2 separate regions of the Sus scrofa genome follow, and region 1 is linked to region 2. Evidence: chromatin contacts called from public Hi-C data. All regions are on one chromosome and are shown on one strand. Each heading gives the region's core, a stretch centred on a gene start, on an enhancer-like site or on the middle of the called end of the contact. The rest is flanking DNA. Distances are from core to core; before and after follow the strand shown. Region 1 holds the start of FKBP14 (FK506 binding protein 14). Region 2 has its middle 48 kb from the start of NOD1.

Evidence for each region. Hi-C and Micro-C count contacts between places; a contact is called where the count stands out from the background.
Region 1: a Hi-C map of retroperitoneal adipose tissue shows a contact between it and region 2, with 2.1 times the contacts expected there. The contact joins the promoter of FKBP14 here to the enhancer-like site in region 2. A contact is called at or near these places in 1 of 5 promoter capture datasets (fetal liver), 3 of 47 Hi-C or Micro-C datasets (embryonic fibroblasts, retroperitoneal adipose tissue and subcutaneous adipose tissue) and 1 of 2 datasets of contacts at active chromatin or transcription factors (alveolar macrophages).

What each region holds. Positions count from the first base shown.
Region 1 is chr18:42,900,743-42,904,983 of Sscrofa11.1, reverse strand. FKBP14 (FK506 binding protein 14) reads right to left here and starts at 1,884. Exons shown (of 4, transcript NM_001244527.1): 1 at 1,515-1,884. The coding sequence starts at 1,711. It overlaps PLEKHA8 (pleckstrin homology domain-containing family A member 8), which reads left to right and starts at 3,781. Exons shown (of 14, transcript XM_005673281.2): 1 at 3,781-4,240. The coding sequence starts at 4,201.
Region 2 is chr18:42,511,210-42,514,984 of Sscrofa11.1, reverse strand. No RefSeq gene overlaps it. Among named protein-coding and RNA genes, the nearest start is that of NOD1, 48 kb to the right of the region's middle. Within about 2 kb of position 2,349, at least 5 of the 83 cell types and tissues checked have an H3K27ac peak or open chromatin away from gene starts, as enhancers often do. A contact at or near this core is called in alveolar macrophages and retroperitoneal adipose tissue, where this site is marked.

The DNA of each region.
Region 1 (4,241 bases), core at 635-3,134, 390 kb before region 2:
CTATGGCAAGCCGGCATCTTGGAACTTTTTGCCATTGACTTTAAAATGTCATGACAGATCAGATCTGAATGCCCAGTAATGGCAGTTGATCAGAAGATGAGGTCGAGGGAGTGCCTGTTGTGGTTGAGTGGCTCATGAACCCAACTAATATCCATGAGGATGCAGGTTTGATTCCTGGCCTTGCTCAGTAGGTTAAGGATTCAGTGTTGCCATGAGATGTACATCGCGGACACAACTTGGATCCCATGTTGCCGTGGCTGTGGTGTAGGCTGGCAGCTGTAGCTCCAATTCGACCCCAGCCCAGGAACTTCCATATGCGACGGGTGCAGCCCTAAAAAGAGAAAAGAAAAGAAAATGAGGTCTAGGATGGGCCATGAAGCTTTGCTGCTTTAGTTCAGGCTGCTCTTTCCACCTGGTGTCCTTCCTTCCTCATTCTCTACCTGGGAAACCTCCAGCCACCCATCTTTCAAGACCCACCTCAATTATGATCTCTCAGAAGGTGTTCTTTCCCCATCTCTCAGAGCATGATAAATTCCAGAGTCCGTGCTTCGTGAGCACTTTGAACATTCTGAACTTTACAGCTGTCTTCCTCCCCCCTGTACTCAGTGTCCTGCTAGAGGACAAGAACCCAGTCTTAGTCATCTCCGCATCCTCAGGGCCTGCCTTGGGGCTGCTCAGTAAAGATTTGATAGATGGAGATGAATGAATGGTGAGGACAGAGAGAAGCCAGATGTTTTAAATCCACCTAGGGTCAAGCACAGGGCCTAACATAAAGAAATGTTCAATGAATACTTTAGGGATGGAATCCGAGAATCAAGGCCTGATGGGAAATCATTACACTTACAAAACTTTTCCCTGTTGCAATTTCTTTCTTTATAAAACAGAAATAAGGACAGTGTAACCATCTGAAAATCTTTCACTGTAGGTATTGGATTAATCTTCCATAACCACACCCACACCCATCAATGAGGTCTTTGAATTTCTAGAAAGAAACAATGAAACAAATAATGTCCCTGTGCCTTGACCAAAATGTCACCAGGCCAAAAGTTAAATAGGTCAGTGGACTACTGTTAACATATCCTACCACAAGCAAATAAATAATTGTGTATTCTGCTCATGAAAGGGCTATGAAAAGTTTAATTTCACCTTTACCAAAGAAAAATGGAATTGAGTTATTTTCCCTCAGGAACAAGAGAAATGAGAATGCCTTTATGTCTTTTCCACTTATTGCCTATTTATACACCTAGATATTTCTACAGGATTTCAGAGATTCTAGCTCTAATTTTTACAATAAAAAAATTTATCGTTTTATCCTGACCACGTTTCCAGTAAGACCTTCAAAGGCCTTGTTATATAAGATTGACTTTAACCAATTCCTTTCCCCAAAGAGAGAAATTCGATATTTTAGTTTTTTAAAAGGGAGATAACGCTGGTACACGCTACTGTTCCTGCCCAAGAGCTGGCCTAAGTGGGTGGGTTCTTTACTTCTTTACCTGCAGGGTATAATTACTTACGTGGAGTGAAATAAGGAGCCGTCCTTTTCTAAGTAGCCTTCATAGTGGACCAGCATCAAATCCCCCCCTTTGGTCTTGCGATGGCAGATGAATGGCTTCTGGAGCACTTCAATCTTCACTTCTGGTTCAGGGATCAGAGCCCCGCTCGAAGAAGTGACTAACAGCGTCAGGACCGCGTTCCACAAGAAAAGCCTCATGTTGCCAGAGCAGGAAAGAAGTTCCTAGAAAAACAGAGAAAGGGCCCCCGACCTCATAGAGTTAAAAATGTAGTTGAAAGCTTAGGACAACAGCCTCTGGCAAGTTCATAACTCTCCCTCCCAGTAGACGTGGCACATTCACTACGGACAACTTTCCCGTGCAACTTCGAACTGGTTTCTAAAGAGTTAAACCCAAGCCCGGGCCTGACTGGCTCCAACCACGCGGACGCCTGGGCAGGGCGGCCTCTTATTGGCTAGTGGAGCTGTCTCTCGGGCGACTCTCGAACCAATGACTCTACAACCATGTAATTTACCACCCGGTAGCCCAGGGGAGAACCACCCGGAGTGGTCCCGGAGCCCGACAGACTACAGAATTCCTCTACCTGGCACTTTAAGAAAGGGGTGGGGCGCGGAGCTCACCGGAAACTTCTCAGGCAAAGTCACGGCTGCGGAGAACCTGGCTTCAGTGAGAAGTCGTGGACCCAGGTGAAACAGCAGAGGTTTAAGGAAAGACTCCTTTGCTCTCATAGTTGGTGCGGTCCCCCTCCCCCATAGTAATTGCTTATTATTTAATTTACGGTGCAATCGATAAAGACTTTAGCAGTGCTTTTGGTTTCACAAAGTGCATTCCTGTGTTTGACGCTCACTACCCTGCGGGTAAGGCAGATTCTTTTATTCCATTTAAAAGATGAGCATATATAGGCTAGGAGAGGTTGTGTCCTGCTTAAGGTTGTTGAGCGTCAAAAGCCGTTGAGCTCCGCCGTCAAACCAGGTATTGTGATGTATTGTGCATCACTGCATTATGTTACGGCTGCTAATAATTTATCATCTAAATGACCTTAGTGTAGAGAGTCAATAATAGCCTCTATCAAGAATAAGTGCAGACCATAGTTCCCGTTGTTGCTCAGCTAACTCGACATTATATCTGAGAGGATGCGGGTTGGGTCCCTGGCCACGCTCAGTAGGTTAAGGATCCAGCACTGCCACAAGCTGTGACATGGGTTGCAGATGCAGCTGGGATCTGGCGTTTCTGTGGCTGTGGCCAGGGAGCTTCCATATGCTGCAGGTGCGGCTCTAAAAAGAAAAACAAAACTCGAGAGAGAGTGCAGATCTCGGCCTTAAAGAAATAGTAATCACATTTACGAGTTACACAAGCTCAACTTAGTTTAAAATTTTTAGTTTTACATTGTTCTCATAATTTCAAAAGCAATACGTGTACATTGTAGTCGAGTTGGAAGAAACTGGAAAGCACTAGAATTCCCAGTTAAAAAACAGGAGCCACATTAAATTTGAATTCCAGATAAACGAGTTGATTGTTCTTTGTTTTTATTTGCTAAATCTGGCAGACTTTCACTAAAGAAAAAGAAAGAAAAAAGATTTCCTATGATACCACCATCCAGATATAATCCTCTGAACACCTTGTTGTATGCTTTTGTGACACATGCCTAAAACAATTAGGATCCTATTGTACACTGTTTCATAACCTGCTTTTCCACTGAGTCTACAGTTAACATTTTCCCTAGTCAAATATCCTTAGCACAGTGCTTTCTCACACTTTAATACGCATAGGAATCCCCTGGGAGTTCCTGGACCCATTCAAGAGTTCAATTCAGCAGTTTCTGGGCTTGGAGCGATATCCTGCAATTCCGGCAATCTCCTAGGTGAGGTCAATGCTGCAGTCGGTGGACCACACTTTCTGTAGCGGGGCCTTAGAGTTTAGAAAACGTCTGCTAACACTGCCACACACAACATTCATTCACCTCCTTCTGCCCTAATGGGCACCTCAATAGCCTTGAAGTGTGTGAGATCAATTAGCTTTGAAAAAAAGAATTAGACCTTGAGGACTAGAATCCAGGGAGCAGCCTAAGGGGTCCCGGTGATCCCAAACGTTAAGAGGTAGGTAGGATCCATCTACAGCACATTAACTTGGGACTTGCCCCAGTGGCCTCCCTCCTCTGTTCTCACCCTTTCCATAGTCCCTAGCCTGCGGGACTCCTTTTCCCCGCCGGCCTCTGCGGCTACGTCAGCGCGGCCGCCGCGGTTGCCGCTAAAGCCCGGAGTGGATTTTGGGAACGTGCGCGCAGGCGATGCACGGGGCATGCGCGAGCGGGCTCCGGGCCGGGTGGGTAGAGGCTTCAGGTGGCGCGCGGTGGCGCCGCCCGCGACCCGCCGCCCCGCTTGCGGCCCTGTGGTGGCCGCAGCCGCCCCTCGGCCTCACCCAGTGCTTTGGCCTCCTTGTGGACAGCGCGCCGGCCCCGCGGTGCGGGGCCACGGGTCGGCCGCGCCTTCACGTGTCCAGGCCGCCGCAGTGACCCCGCCCCCGGGCCCAGGATGTGAGGCCCGCGGGGCGTCCCCGCACCGGGCCCGGACGCCGGGAGTGGCCGGCTCGGCAACGCCGAGCGATGGCCCTGCTGCCGGTGCTCCTCGCCTCCTGGGGCCTGAGGCAGTGAGGGGGCCGGCGGGCGAGGGCTGAGGGGGCCGCGGGCGCCATGGAGGGGGTGCTGTACAAGTGGACCAACTATCTGAGCGG
Region 2 (3,775 bases), core at 1,100-3,599:
GCTGCAGCTGCCGGCCTACACCACAGCTCACAGCAATGCTGGATCCTTGCCCCACTGAGCAAGGCCAGGGATCGAACCTGTGTCCTTATGGATACTAGTCAGGTTCTCTTCTTCTGAGCCACCATGGGAACTCTCAGGGAGCACTATTATTATGGATGAAATAATAAGAAAAGATAAGTCATTTGTCCAAGATCACACGGGTTCTGGTGGCACTGGAATTTGAATCCAGATCCTCGGTACCCGCAGGCTTTGCTGTAGCACTGTGGTTATATATGCCTTGGGGACCACTCTTGCTACTTTCCAAATGTCTTTGAAATCACGGATGAGTGAGCTCATGATGAAATTGCTTTTAACACTCTGTACTTTGGATTTTTATGTAAGTAGAACACTGGGTCTGTCATCAGACCCCCTGCGCAGCCGAGGCCTTCAGGCTGCTTGCATAATGGACTAATTGCTGGATACACACTGCCCTCTTGTGATGAAAATAATCCCAGTTCGACCTTCTCCGCCTCTTTGGACTGCACCTACTTCCTCGGGTCCAGTCCCAAGGTTGGGGGGTGAAGCCTGTGTGCTCTGAAGGGTCAGACTCTTGTGTCACCCAGCATCCTCCAGGGTGTTCCTGGCCCTGTGACTCAGTCAGTGAGGCTTGTGAACATGAGCCAAGGTCCTGTAACTTTTAGCACCACGGATAAAGGAAAAAAGACCAGGCTTCCCAAACAAAGGGACACTAAAGGGACCCCAGCTGTGTCCTTGGGGGAAGAGTTCATTTTGTTTAACTTGCCCTAGTGGATTGGAATCAAGTTGAATAGGCTTGGCAGGAAAAAAAAAAAAAAGGTCAGTTGGAGAATGAACTGGAGGTCACAAACCATCAGAACAGAGGGTCAGGCCAGCCACAAGGCCTGTGTTCTAGTTCTTATTCAATTGACGATGATGCGTATGACCTTGGGCAAGTCGTTTCCTCCCCAGTGTCACTGTCCCCACTGGCAGAACAGGGGAGGTGAAGTGAGCTCAAAAATTGTGGATATTATCAGGTCCAACCATCTACATTTGCCAAAAATCCCTTTCCTAAAGGGGTTTTGCTCCTTCCCTATTTTTATGCACAACCTCAGTAGTAAGACAAGCTGCATATCCTATCTGCCCAAATGCTCAGTTTCCTCACTCAGGAAGTAACCCCTACTTCATAGGGTAGTTGGGGGACGAATTAGTTTCCATTTGACCCAGTGCTCACGGGTCCAGTCAGACTGACTTGTTCAGGCAAAGTGGAGATACATGCACACATAGAAGTATTTAAGATCAAGGAAAACTGATTTTGAAGATGCACCTATCCAGTCGCACATGGTCATCGTGCACGATGCTGCTTGAAAACAGCTGCCGATTTATGGGTTACTCATTCTTCCCAGCAGCTGTGGTTGTTTCCAGTGCCCATGTGTGGCTGTAACACATCTGCATGTGCGGGCAGTGCCTGGACTGTCCAGGGTGAGAGTCCAGGGCAGGGAGTCTCATCCCCTTTCAAAGGAGACATGACATTGGTCTCCAACTTCCACCTACTTCTAAGCCACTTCTGAGGCTCCTAAACTGGATGGGTTCACATAGATTGAGAAAGAAAGAAAAATTCACTTGACTTGCCAATCTCACTCCAAAGGAATCATCCTAAAGACATTTTTACTTCCATAGACTTGTCTCTAATAATCACCACGACCACCACAGCCAATCTGGAAACCAGAATGTCTGGCTCTTGGAACATAACTAAGCAAATGATCAAATAGAATACAGATGATAGATTATAATGTGGGAAAATATTTGAAAGAAACGGCAAACGTACACTGTGTTTATAACTATGTGAAAAGATGTCTCAGGAGTTCCCGTCATGGCGCAGGGGAAATGAATCCGACTAGGAACCATGAGGTTGCAGGTTCGATCCCTGGCCTCACTCAGTGGGTTAAGGATCTGGTGTTGCTGTGAGCTGTGGTGTAGGTCATAGACATGGCTCGGATCTGGCGTTGCTGTGGCTGTGGTGTAGGCTGGCAGCTACAGCTCCAATTAGACCCCTAGCCTGGGAATCTCCTATATGCCGCAGATGCGACCCTGTAAAGACACAAAGACAAAAGACCAAAAAAAAAAAAAAAGTCTCAAAATGGTCAGCCTTAAAAAAGGAAATTCTGACATGGACAAACCTTAAGGATATTATGGTAAATGAAATAAGCCAGGCTCAAAAAGACAAATACTGTATGGCTCTACTCGTATGAGGGACCTAGAATAGTCAAAATCAGAGGCAGAAAGTAGGTAGTTTCCAGGGGCTCAGGGGAAGGGAAAATGGGGAACTATTACTCACAGAGTATAGAGTTTTGGTTTGACAGGAAGACTAATTCTGGAAGTGGGTGTTGGTGATGGTTACACAACATATGGTCGTGTTTATACCACTGAACTGTCCCCTTAAACATTAGGGTGGTAAATTGTGTATTTTACAATAAAAAGTCTCAAAGTAGGCAAAACATGGGAAGATGACATGCAGAAATTAAAGTAGCTGTGTTAGCTTTGGGTCATAAGCATTATTTAAAATGGTCTCTAATATGGATACTGCTTTGATAGCAAAAGCAAAATACGATGACAGAGACAAAGGGAAAAAAAGCTGGAGGTATTTTGATATGTTATTTGCTCATAAAAGCACCCGAGGAGTTGTGGGAAAAATCAGAAACGGAACACCCTTGAACTTATTTTGTAACTTATTTTTATTTCAAATCTTTTAAAAAATATTACAGAACACTGGGGACCTATAAACTTCTCAGGGGTTTGTGCTTCTAAAAGTTTTCAGCTGGTCTTGGGTGCAGTTACCTTAGGTTGACGGCTGTGAGCATCAGGCTGGGAAGGGACCCCCCCCTCAACTTCTCCCCCCCACCCCCACCCCCGCCCCCCGTGTGGTAACCTGAGCTTTGGTTTCCTTACCAGCTAATTCCATTTTCATTAAAATTCCTGTCTAGGAGCCTGGGATAATGGTCACCGTTTTGCCTTTCAGCTCCAGAGCAAGGGTTTGGTTTGGTTGTTTTCCTGTAAATGAGCAATTAGTTACTGGAAGCAGACGTGTGTCACACCTGGAAAAGGACCAACACCGCGGAGCCAAATGCGCCTTCTGAGCTGGGGACCTGAAAGGGACACCTGTCAGAAGCTGGAGGGCCCGGCTCTGGGCCGTGGTGCCAGCGTCCTCTCTGTTCTTACTGTGAAGATAGGAAGGCACCTCCCTCGATCCAGTGAGTGACACTTCGATGGTGGGGCCCTTCGGCAGGAATGGTGACAACTAACAGCTATGCTTTTCCCTGAGGAAGCTAGGGTAGTGCAGGAGGCTTGATGCTGAATGTTTTTAGACCTGAGCTTTGAGAACTTTCAGTCCGTCCCATCTTTGACCTTTTTGGGAAGTTCTCTAAGTCTCAGAGTGAGAAGAGGACACCTGCGGGTGAGAAATGGTTTTATGCCATCACATCACATGTGGGGCATCAACCCTGCGCCAGGCACTGTGCTAACCGCTTTCCATGTATCGGCTCATTTAATCCTCACAACAGCCCCACGAGCCGGTACTCTGGGATCCCCACTTCTCAGGACGTGGCCCAAAGCCCCACAGTGACTTGACACCGCTCCTAAGTTCCCAGTCAGCATGGACGTGCCATAAATGTAGGTCTGAAAAATGGGAGCTGTAATTTCTGTCCTCAAATCAACCCATGTGTCCCGTGGAAAGAAACAGTCATGTCCCAAGTTCACGAAATTCCTTCGTAGCCCCTCCCCC